2 separate regions of the Mus musculus genome follow, and region 1 is linked to region 2. The links are chromatin contacts, called in public Hi-C maps. All regions are on one chromosome and are shown on one strand. The core of a region is the stretch at or near the end of the contact, and the rest is flanking DNA. Distances in the headings are between cores, read along the strand shown.

Region 1 (5,861 bases), core at 1,552-4,051, 55 kb before region 2:
CACTGTTGTCCGGCCAGGTCCCTTAGACACTTGTGTGCAGCTAAGGTTTGTGGCTGGGCAGATTGCCTTAGTTCATATTTAGCATCAAGCCAATCTTCTCAAGTCAAGTTAAACATAACCACCTCCCTATCTACAGAGTCACACTCCAAAGCCCTCAGTGTAATCTTAAGCCCTCGTTCATCTCCAGTCTCGGGGATAATGTGTTTTTCTTTTTACTAAGAGAGTGAGGGGCAGGTAGCTTATACTATGTGCATACAGTGTATCATATGATACAGTGTATGATACAGTGTATCAGAGATGACTGGGTCCTGGAAGGGATGGAGGGGAGAGGGGGGAGACTTCATGAGGACACTCAGAGCACACACGATTTTTTAATAGTTGATTCTAGAACCTCCCATTGTATATATTTTCAGGCCCTGGCTAGCCACAAGAAGTGTCGATGGCATGGTCCTGTGACCTTCAGCCTCATGGTTTCCCTCCCCCAGCCCCTGCGAGCAGACTCCCCACAGTAGCCTTCGAAGTTCAGCTGAACCAAAGTTATGGGCCAGGGGTCCAGACCACCGTTTAGACATTTCAGGGGACCTCATGTCTAGGGCTGGACCATCCGTCTTTGCTCTGGGTATTCAAGGAGACAATCAGAAACCCAGGTTCAGCTTGGGAGAGGCCACGTGCTCTTCAAACTCTTCCCAACTCTCATGCCTCCAAGTCCTCCCAGGAGCTCCAAGATTAGGCCACACTGCCTCCTGGCAGCTAGGTGCCTAGGTTCTCTGTCCTCCAGTGTTCTGTCCCTCTGTCCTTCCCCTCCTCCCTGCTCTCTCTCTCTCTCTCTCTCTCTCTCTCTCCTTCCCTGTCTCTCTCTCCCCCTCCCTGCCTCTCTTTTTCCCTCCCTTCTTCCCTCCTTCCCTCCCTCTCTCCCTCCAGGTCCCTCTTTCTGTCCCTCCATTCCCTCTCCTTCTCCCTCCCCCTCTCTCCCTCCTCCCTTCCCTCCTCCCCATCCCAGTATGGCAGTATACAGAGCCTCCTGCACTCCAGGCAAGCACTGTTCCACTGGGCTGCATCTCCAGTTTTGTTGCTTTTTTTTCTCTCAGTATCTCCCTAAGTTGCCCAGACTGACCTTGCAATCACCCTATACCCCAGACTGGCCTTGAACTTGAAATCCTCCTGCCTCAGTCTCCTCAGTAACTGAGCTGACAGACAGAGCTATCGGACTGTACAGGACCTGGTATCTTAATGTTTGGGCCCGGAGGAAAGAGAATTCTGGAGAATTTTGACCCCCAAGTGCAGCACCACAACTGAGTCTGACTTCCTGCATCTCATTACCATTTGGACTCATCCAAGTCTGAGGTCAGACTCGGAATTTCCATTCTCATCGTTGCTTTCATTTGGGGACAGAATGATGGCTCCCACCCTCACCGTGGCCACCGGGTGAACTTGGGTTTGCTACAAAACCTGTTCTTGCTCCCACTCTCGGCAGTAAGTGTCTTCCCCACTCCTTGAAGCTGCAATCTCTTTCCTGGGCAGTGTTTTCTTTATTTCCTCTCCACGATTCCAGCAGATCTCGCTGGAAATATACTTCTCTGCTATTAAAAGAAACCCACAGTTGCTAAACACATTGTACATCGTCTTTGAAGGCAAATGGCCTTGGGCTCCTGCGAGGATAAGCTTGCTAGTGGAAGTAAGGGACCCCTGTAATGGCCATTGCTCGGGACATACAGTCCACAGCCTCAGACACCTTCCCTGGGGTGCGGGAAGCCTGGGAGGGCAAGCAGGAGACAAAGGAGATAGTGTCTGTCCCAGAGGAAGGTCTCATTGCTGTCTGTCCAGCAACACCTCTGATGGATGCCCATGGGAGAAAAGAGGGAGTAGGGCGGGGAGGGCTGCCAGCCCCTACCAGGATGCTACCCTGGAATTCCTGAATACACTGACCCTGCCCCACCCCCACTCCCAGAACCTGGCCTCTGGTTCCTCTGGAGACAGGGAGGGAGACAATGCTTGCTCACCAAGAGCCGCAGGGAAGGACCAGGATGAGGACTTGGGGGACAGCTCAGTGGCTCATACTGGACTCTCAGCACTCGGGAGGTGGAGGCAAGAGGGTCTCAAGTCTGAGGCTAGCCTGGGCTACATAGTGACTACTGGGTCATCCTGAGCAACAATGTGACACCCTGATTCAACGTGCTTGCCCCCCAAAATGAAATGTTTGAGGTTATATGCTCACATCTGCCTGTCCCCCTCCTATGACCCTGCTTGGGGTTAGGGTGTCACACTGGCTGACATTGCCGGGAGCCCTACAGAGTGGAGGTTGTCTAGGGCTCTGTGAGTGTAGAGGGGAGAGAAACTGCTCACGGAGGGCCTGGTGTGATGGAAGAGGGAAGCTCAGAGCTCAGGCAGCTCCTATTCTGATGGAGGAACCCAGGTCCCTGACCTCCCAGTGGCTGGAGCTCCAGGCCAGGCAGAAAGCTCCATGTCTGGTCCCCGAGAGCTGCACTGTGCCGGAAAGAAGGAAGGGCTTGAAGGAGTTAGACCTCAAGCCAGAGAGGAGACTTCTATGTCTGCTTCATGTCACCACTCAGGTGTGCAGTCGGGTCCCATGACTGGAAAAAGCTGTTAGAATACTGTCTAGTCCTCTGACGCCACCTCCAGGGTGGCCTCCAGGTCTCATTCCTATCTCCCACTATCACTGAGAACTGATCTGTCTGTTCCCATTTCCCACCTCTGGTAGTGCGCGAGCGAGCCACACCTTCTGGAATGTGCCGGATCCCCATGGCAGGCAGGCTCCTGGCTTCTGCCGCTCCTCACACCATCCCTGGTCATGTGTGCACACCACGCTGGCACTGGCGCTGGCGCTGTCGAAGCGTCTGCTCCGTGCTTCTGCTTCCCCCGCTGCTGCAGATGAAATCTTGTCGCCTCTCAGGTCCCAATCCCCTACTTGGAGCTCTCTCCCTGACTTTTTCCATCATCCCCCATCCTCCTGGGGCTCTAGGTAGCAGCAGTTACACCTCCATTTAATAAACGACACCTGGGGTGGTTCACTCTCCCTCCTGCTCCTCCTGAGACTCCCGGAGCAAGCGAATGTGTCTCCATTGTTTACTGCCCTGCCCTGAGGCTCGGGTTGACACTGGCTGCGAAGAGCCCCAGGGGGATGCAACCTGCAGTTTGTCTGGTGGTCCAGAGGCTCCTCCAAGCAAACAGGTGGTCAGAGCCTTCTGGCCTTTCCTTGCTTTAAAGCAATGCTTGAAGACATCGTTCCCCAGAGAGCTCACTCTCCCTGTTTAGGTTAGGTCCCAGAAAACACATTGGAACTGCCACTTCCCTTCTCCAGAGTGAGCCAGCCCCCTTGCAACCAAGCAGCTTGGGAAATTTAGAGAGCCGGATTGTGCCACAAGTGGACAGCAGAGCTGAGAGCAGCAGTCTGCAAAACGGTCGTCGCTAAGAGAAACACGCACAGGCGCTGTATGCTCTGCCTCCCCACTGTCCCACCCCTGATAGACTGAAGAACGTCCTGGCATAGATCCCCCCCCAGCACACACACATACACACCCAAGGGGTGAGGCATGGAGGCACCTGACACCCACTAGGGGGAAATCTGAGTCTAGAAATATCTGCGGCAGAGGATTTGGAAATTTATGGAGCACGGCAGGTAGATCCCCAAACATAGCATTAAGTGGGGGAAAAAAAACCCAAAAACTTAAGGCACACAATGAGATCTATAGCCCAGTACAATTTATGTAAATTAAAACGCATCCCAACGATAAGCAACAGCATATATTTCACCAGAAGCATCCATGTCTGGGGATATAGATCGGGATGTTAGAATGGGATGGGGGAGGGAGGGCTGTGTGCAGGGAAGGGGATGGAACACAGCCAAAACAGAGAGGCAGGGCTGAGCATCGCCATGATCATGGTGAGGGTGAGGGTATAAGGCTGTACTTCACTAATTTAACAGTTTCCAAGAGACGGAAGCAACAACTGATACCTAGCCAGTCTTTCTTCCCTGGAGCCCAGAGCGGTTCCAGGACAGGGTTAATAAGGGTTCCCGGCCCTGGCATGGCAGTCTGACAGCTTGAGCCCAACTAACTTTTCCTGTATGTCCAAAGGGTGTCCAATAGCATCTCTGGGCTCTGTCCCTCTGATGTCTCCAGCCATTGGTTAATGTCCCCGAGAAGACAAATCACCCCTAGTCAAGAGCCAACCAGTTGGAATGAAGCCGGGCAACCTGTTCCAGGTCTTCCAGGAAAACAGCCCACACTTGTTGACAGAGACCCAGGCACTAAGAAACTGCACTGTGGGCTGGAGAGGTGGCTCAGCGGTTAAGAGCACTGACTACTCTTCCGAAGGTCCTGAGTTCAAATCCCAGCAACCACATGGTGGCTTACAACCATCTGTAATGGGGTCTGATGCCCTCTTCTGGTGTGTCTGAAGACAGCTACAGTGTACTTAAATATAATAAATAAATAAATCTTTAAAAGAAAGAAGAAACTGCACTATATCCACTGCCCCAGGGTCCTGTGCATGCTTAAATCAGGGCTCTGTGAAGACTCCAGTTACACGACTGCTCACGACTCCTTCAGTCCACAGCTTCATCTGCCTTGGGCTACTTCCTCCTTTTTAACCCTATGGTGCATTTATGTAGGACATTTGCATCTGAGATTACCCATGATTCTTGGGAGGACCCAGTCTCTGGAGGCTCAAGAGAAGGTACTGGAAGGACATTTCATCATCTCTACACTAGGTGGGGAGATGGGATGTGAACATCTCTTAGTCACAGGGCAAGGCAGGCAACCCGTGCTGATACGAGGCATGAATGGATCATTGTGGTGAATGAGGGAGACCCTGAGACTCTACAGGAATGGCTGTTGCTTCTGGGTAGGGAGAATGGGACAAAGTAACAGTCTAGCCCCACCCAGGCCTTCTGCATCAACACAGCGTGGTATGGAAGTTTTCTCTATAGGGACCACATCTTTCCCTCATCGGGAGGAACATTGAGGAGAGAGTCTTCCATAAACATCCAAGCAGCTGTTGGTGGGTGTGCTCCAACTTACAGATTCAGGAGCCAGGACATAGCAGGAACAAAGCGATGGCTGAGCTAAGGCTTCTGTCACAGCTCAGCACATCCTGCTCAGTGCTGCGCTCAGCCAGGCCAAATGCCCTGTGTGGGATGGTGTGTCGCTGGCTCCTTCCCTGCCTCCTTCATCAACCCCAGGAACCTCAGGGAGACCACACTGTCCACACAATACCCCATGCCACCCCTCGGTTGGTGAGCAAGCCTCTGGCACTGACTACGTGTGCACCCTTGACTGTGAACATCCTAGAGGAGGAGAATGTGACTGGCTCATCTCTCTGTCCCCAAGGTTCAAGTCCCACAAGCTGAGCTGATGTTGGACAGAGGCGTAAGCCATCCACACTATTCCAGTTGGCAGTCCACCTGTTACCAAAAGTTTCCTGGTCCCTGAGATGAGAAAGCATCTTGTATGGGACCTTCTGCCATGCTCTGGGTAACAGGAAGTATGGTACGTCATATGCTACCCTGTGCATCTGATCCCCCACCCCCAGTATACTGAGTGGCCCAGAGAGGGGCCTTATCTTACTGTTTCTTTATTTTTGGTGCCCAGAGCAGGAATTTTCAGATAGAAAATGCCCATGGATAGGCATATGGATAAGTGGAAGAATGGATGGATAGGCATATGGATAAGTGGAAGAATGGATGGACAAACAGATTGATTCATGGATACATAGGTGAATGGGTCAAGTAATAGATGGATTGATGAATAATGGATAGACAAATAGATCAATGGACAGATATATGTATGTGTCTACAGATGGGTGTATGTATGTATATGTACTGGATGGCTGGGTAGATGGAT
Region 2 (5,971 bases), core at 2,733-5,232:
GAAGAGGGGTGATAAGCAAAGGCAGATTCCCATCCAACAAAGCTACTGTGCTCCTGTGAGCTGAGAGGAAACTACTGGCATTCTCCAAGTAGACTTAGCCATGAAACCCTCTTTTGAGGAATTTTCATTACAAGCTCACAAATGGTCTCTGTGTGAGACCCAGTGTGGGGAACCCTGGCCTCCAACTCCCTCATCTGGGTGAATGATACCTAGCACCCCTGTGCGTGTCCTGTGAGGAGATTACCACCTCAGCCCGTGGCGTCCTTTTCTAGGGGAATATGTGGAATCTTGACAATGTAGGTGGGCCAAGTCTGTTAAGGAGGAGATGTAAGGCTTAATTCCAAGTGGCTGGCTCGCAATCGGTTTGGGTATTGCCATCATTTCTGGTTGTGTTTAATTTAGATAAACGGGTCCTGCGTGGGATGTATGCCGGTGGTGTTGATTGCCAGCATAAAGAGAAGCAAGAGAGAGAGAGAGAGAGAGAGAGAGAGAGAGAGAGAGAGAGAGAGAAGCCTGTACCTGGTCCCTATGCCCGTACCTGGTCCCTATGTTCAGAATCTTCTGCCTTACCCTATCTTCACGATTCACCTGGCATCTCTGCAACTTAGTTTCCTTATCTGTAAGTCATGTGTACACAAAGTTGCCATGGAGGACTTCCGTGATGATTAGATGGGAGCCAATAAATGGACACAATGGACTCATGAAAGTTGTCCATCTGGCATGTGTGTGTACTCACACACGAGCCCCTGTGTATGTATGCATGTGGATCCCTGTGGGGTTATTGCAGGTGGCCAAGGAAAGCATGCAAAAGCTCTAGCCTTGAAGTGGATCCTGCATTCAAACCTGAGTCCATCACTAGCTGTTCCCCTGGAAAAGTTGCTGCTTACCTCTCTGTTTCTCATCCATCTCATCTTTAAAATAGGAGTCATGCCGCACACACTGATCTGCTACTGTTTCACAAGCTGAAGTCTCTGACAGCACCCAGCGCACAGAGGCAGGTCCTCATATTCTCTACTCCACCAAGTAGCTCTCCCCAAACCTACAAAGCCCACCCTCTGGAAACAAGGCTGTGAGAGCCAGTGGTACCCTGTCCCTGGAGAAGAGAACTTAAAACTCCATCGTGACCTCCGGGTGTCCATCCCTGGAGCAAGGCGGAGAAGGTTGCTTTTGTGTTAGCACCCTCTGTCGGGAGAGCCCGTGTCAGCACCAAGGACAGAGGATTAGGACCTGCTCACTCTTGCGGGCGGGCAGGCAGATAGCTGCACCTTGGCTGCCTAGAGGCTCACGGTTCCTACTGGACCTGAGCCCAAGAGAGAGGCGTGGTTCACTGTGACTCGAGAGTCTGAGTGCCAGGAGAGCAAACTGCAAGCACCGCCTCTGGCGGGCAGCAGTAGACATAAACTAAATGAAAAGCTTGTGGCTGCCCTGGGTGACTTCTCCTTTGCCTTAGTTTCCCAGAGCCCCCTGTTAACTGACTGTGCTTCCGAGTCACCTTTCTATGCAGCAGAAGAAAGGACTCCAGTGCTGTGGTTTATGGAGCCGAAGGGGCGGGGCTTTTGGCCGAGCTGGGAGGCGGGCTGTTGCTATTATCATTACCATATGGTAATAGGCGTGCTTTGGCAGCCTGGCCCTTCCAAGGGAAACCAACTCTGCACCAGGGCGGAGTAGCGTCACAATCCTGGATCTCTGAGAAGGTTCGTGGCTACAGCTTGCCTCTGAGCACCCACCGAGTACCAGCTTGAGCTCAGAGCTAAGGAACAAACCAACCAGTTATCCAACCTCATTCAGCCTTACATTCATTTTTCCATCCATCCAATACTCAGTGAAGACCTACTATGTGCCACGGGCCAGGGTGAACAGTACTTTCTCCACAGGGTAATGTTCAAGGACAGGGTGGATAGTGAAGATGATTTGGGAATAAAGGTGGGTCCATTAAGGTATAAAAAACTCCAGGCCCAAGATACTCAGCCGTGAAACCAGACTTCCCTGGTTTCAAACTTCTTTTCTCCTTTCCACCCTCTCCACTGACGCCATTCTTAGAGGACTCCGTGGAGACAATACCTTGGCCCTCTTTCCCAGCTGGTTAAGCTTGGGACTGATGGGTAGTTTCACCAATGACCTGCTCCTTTCAGCTCCTCCCCCAAGGACAGTGGTAGGTGGGTGCGGCCGGGAAGCCACGCCCACTTGGCCTTCTGAAGAACTCTTGCCTGTCCTCCTTCACCTGGCTCCATCCTGTTGCACCTAGACTCCAAGAGCATGGAAGGCCACACAGCAATGCATGCATTTCCTGTAAGCCTAGCCCAGCCCGGGAGGGGGGGCGGGGGGGCATCTGGGCTTGGAGCTCCTCAGCCAGGGAACCTCTCACACCGAGGGCTTAGAATCCTGGATAGCTTTTTCCTAAGCCAGAAGCAGAGAGGTGGGAGGGAGAGACTGGCAGGATCAGACAGGCAAGGGTTGTGCTCTTCCCTTGGCTTGCTTAGCGGGGGGTGGGTGGGGGGGAAGCTTTTTTTGGAGGGGAGGGGAGATGCCCTCAAGCTCACCCCTCAGTAGCTTGGGGAAGATGAGACTTGGAGGCGTAGCAAGGGGGAGTGGAGAACAGCCAGGGAAAGGATAAAGGCCCAAGACTCCAGTGTTCAAGCCAGATCCAGCCCAATCAGTCTAGCAACCAATTAGTCTGATTCAAAAAAAAAATACCCACGGAGGGACAAACTGTAATCAAACACCTATTTATAAGGGTTTATTACGATCATTATTATTATTTTACTAAGAGGATCCTTCTAAAGCCTGTCAGGTGAACGTATTCGCTCAGATCTAAATAAATGCAAATCGCTCCTTCCCTGGAGCAGGGAGGCTGAGCGACCCTGAACTGCAGCTAGCTAGCTAGCTGCCTTGAAAGGCCATGTGCTGACAAGGCTGCAGAGGGTAAGGAGGAGAGTGGGTCACTCCGTGGGGCATCCTGGCACAAGTCTTTCCTAGTAGCACCTGCCAGGCCATTACTCACTGCCCACCCCTCTCCCAAGGCCTGCAGCCAGTGGGGCTGCCAGTGTACCCATTGCCCGGCTAAGTAAACTGAGCAACAAGGATGCAGCAGCTTAGTAAAGATAGGGGAGCTGGGACTTCCCTGGAGAATGCAGCATAAGGAGACCTGGGTCCTGGTTTGGGGGCTCAGAGTCACTCTCTGGTTCTGCTGTTCATTCTGGAACTTGACGATCTAACTCCTGGTTCCACCACCCCCACCACCACCCTAAGAGCTAGGAGCACCTGCCTCTTCCTCACGTGGGAGACCCCACAGCCCAGGCTCAATAGTGCGTGAGCGATCAAAGCGACGATCTGACACAAGTTTCAACCCCACCCCGGTTCTCAGGTGGAGGAGCTGGGGTGTCAGCCCTGATTTTTTTTTTAAGGTGACATCTTGGTCTCAGAAGAAAAAGTCGATGCCTCCCTTGCCCGGTCCAGCCTGCACATACAATGCAGCTGTTCTGCGCGGGGCGCGGGCTGGAGGGTAGCCCTTATTTGTGGAACACTGAAGCTCTGAAGCCCCTAAGGACGACGTTCATAGGTGTCAAAGCAAGCCCTGAGGACCTACATCCCTCCGGGGAAAGCATCTCTCTCTCCTGGAAGGAGGAAGGGTGCTTGCATCCACCAAGCGGAGGAAAGGGGCGTCCAGGGACACGTCCAGGTGGAGGGGTGGGGAGGGCGATTCGGGTGGAGCGAAGCTTGGTGTGTGTGTATGGGAGGATGCAGCTCACAAGCAAGCAGTTGTGATGAGATGGGGGTGGGGGGAGCAGAGGGTAGAAGCCGAGAGGGAGGGGGGCGAGTTCTCCTCTCTGCAATAAATCGGCTTAGCGGACGAGAGCCGAACAGCCCAGAACGGATTAAAGAAAAGTCTGTAGAATACGGCAGCGAGCGCAGCGCGGGGGGTGGGGGGGGGCGGGGGCGGGGCGGCAGGAAAGGAGGGAGAGGAGGGGGCGCGAGAAGAGCGAGCGCGGGGCAGAGCGCGGCGGCGCGGGCAGAGCTTCGGCTCCAAACTCCGCCACTGCCGCCACGGATCCGACTCCGGCCGCCGTGGCCGCCTATCGCAGCCAACCAGCCGGGAGCAGCTGCGCGCCCCAGCCAGGTCCGGTGCAGCCCGGAGCAGCCAGTGCGTCTGGTGCAGCCCGGAGCATCCTATTACAGCCCAGAGTAGCCTGGTGGTGCAGCCCGGAGCATCCCGGTACAGCCCAGAGCAGCCCCGGGTAGCCTGGCGGCCGGGCTACAGTAGCATGGGGACCTCCCCTCGGCTCTCCTCGCCTCTCGTCACCGCCACGGCCGGCGGCCCGGGTCACAAGCGCTTCTGAGCCCATGGCGAGGGGACCCACCGCCGCCACTGCGATCGCTGCCGCCGCCGCCGCCTCGGCCAGCGCCGCCAGCTTCTGGACACCATGCAAGCTGCTCCAAGCCTCCGCCGCGCTTCCTGCCTGCTGCTCGCCGCGATTCTGGACCTGGCACGCGGTGAGTGTGCGGGCGCCCGCGGAAGCCCGGGGCCGGGGGATGCGCGCAAAGACCGAGAAGGGCGCGGGCCCGGATGGCTCTGGGAGTCTCGGGCTGTAGGCACAGTCCAGGAGGGCTTCCGTGCAGCGAAGAGAGGATAGATCTTTTGGAGAAAGCTCTCGTGGGTCTGTGCCAGTGGTGTGTGTGTGTGTGTGTGTGTGTGTGTGTGTGTGTGTGTGTGTGTGTGTGTGTGTGTCTTTGTTGGGTCTGTGAGTGTCCGAGAATCAGCTATGTTTGGAGAGGGCACGGGAGTACATTTAGATGTGGCTGTGTGATGGTGTGTGTGTGAGAGAGGTAACAGAGAGTCTAGATCAGTTGCATGGAGAGGTGAGAGAGAAAGTCTGAGTGTTTGGGGGTGTGAACTCCTTCAGGAGGGTAAGTGTGTGAGCGTCGCGGCATGTGGGAGCCTGTTAAGGAAAGGGTGTTTGAGGTGTGGCGGTTCACGCCGATCCCCGGTGTGCTGCCTGGTCTCTAGAGGGCTGTGTGACAGCCGGTGACTGTATTTCTGTTAGAGCTGGACAGGAGTGTACCCAGCTACACGTGGAAGTACAGGACTTGAGGTCCTAGAAGCTCTGGGTTTGGGAGCAGGTGCAGATCGAGGGAACTTGGGCAGGGAACTGTGAGCACATCTGGGGCTGGAGGAGTTTCAACAGTATGGCTCGCATCTGTGTGTGAGTGTGTGTGTGTGTCCCGCATGGGCTTGGTCATGGCCTAGGCTGAACCAGATGGAAGGAAACTGGAGCTCAAAGGCTTGCCCAGAGCCAGCAGTGCGGAGCAGTTCTAGAGTGTATGGTTAGGGCTACCTGGGAGGAGGGGCACCCTGCCCAGCGCCGCCCTCTGGTGGGTCTTAAATGATATGGAAGTCGAACTTGACGCCCCAGTGCCTTCCGGGCAGGGAACAGGGAGCAGATGCCAGCCCAGCAGGGCGGAGGCAGGGCCAACAGAGTCATAGGTGGGGGATTCCAGAGGGTGGGGGCGGGGGTGGGGGTAGGGGGTGGGGGAAGCTCCTTCTCCAGGTCAAGTCACAACCAACCACCGGTGTTGAAATCAGAGCGTGGCCACCCTGGGAGGTGGGAGAGTGGAAAAAGTAGGCATTGTCTCGGATGGAGCCTTGGCCTCTGTCCCATTTAGGCCGCGGTGGAGGGTCAATTCTTGTCCCGCAAACTGAGAAAAACCTATATGAGCTCTGAAATTGTCCTCCAAGGGGCGTGCCTCTAAAATAACCTACACCCTCCGACCGCCTGAGTCTTTGAAGAGAGAGCTTGGTCCGCTGATGGGAGAATTTGAGCCTTGGGAGGTGGTCCTGTAGGCAGTGGGGGAGGAGCTGGTGGAGACCCAAAGGAATGTCAGGCAGGTACTTTGTCCCTCCTACCCTCTCTGGGTGCCAATACTTTCTGAAGTATATTAAATCTCTCTGTAACTTTGGGGACAAGAGCTCCCC

What was found. Hi-C and Micro-C count contacts between places; a contact is called where the count stands out from the background.
Region 1: a Hi-C map of cerebral cortex shows a contact between it and region 2, with 2.5 times the contacts expected there. The contact joins the enhancer-like site here to the promoter of Igsf21 in region 2. A contact is called at or near these places in 4 of 484 Hi-C or Micro-C datasets (cerebellum, cerebral cortex and forebrain), 4 of 115 datasets of contacts at active chromatin or transcription factors (SST interneurons, embryonic stem cells and forebrain) and 1 of 9 other capture datasets (adipose tissue).

The regions. Positions count from the first base shown.
Region 1 is chr4:140,298,826-140,304,686 of GRCm38.p6, reverse strand. No RefSeq gene overlaps it. Among named protein-coding and RNA genes, the nearest start is that of Gm33895, 22 kb to the left of the region's middle. Within about 2 kb of position 2,801, at least 4 of the 459 cell types and tissues checked have an H3K27ac peak or open chromatin away from gene starts, as enhancers often do. A contact at or near this core is called in cerebral cortex, where this site is marked.
Region 2 is chr4:140,244,822-140,250,792 of GRCm38.p6, reverse strand. Igsf21 (immunoglobulin superfamily, member 21) reads left to right here and starts at 3,982. Exons shown (of 10, transcript NM_198610.2): 1 at 3,982-4,491. The coding sequence starts at 4,422.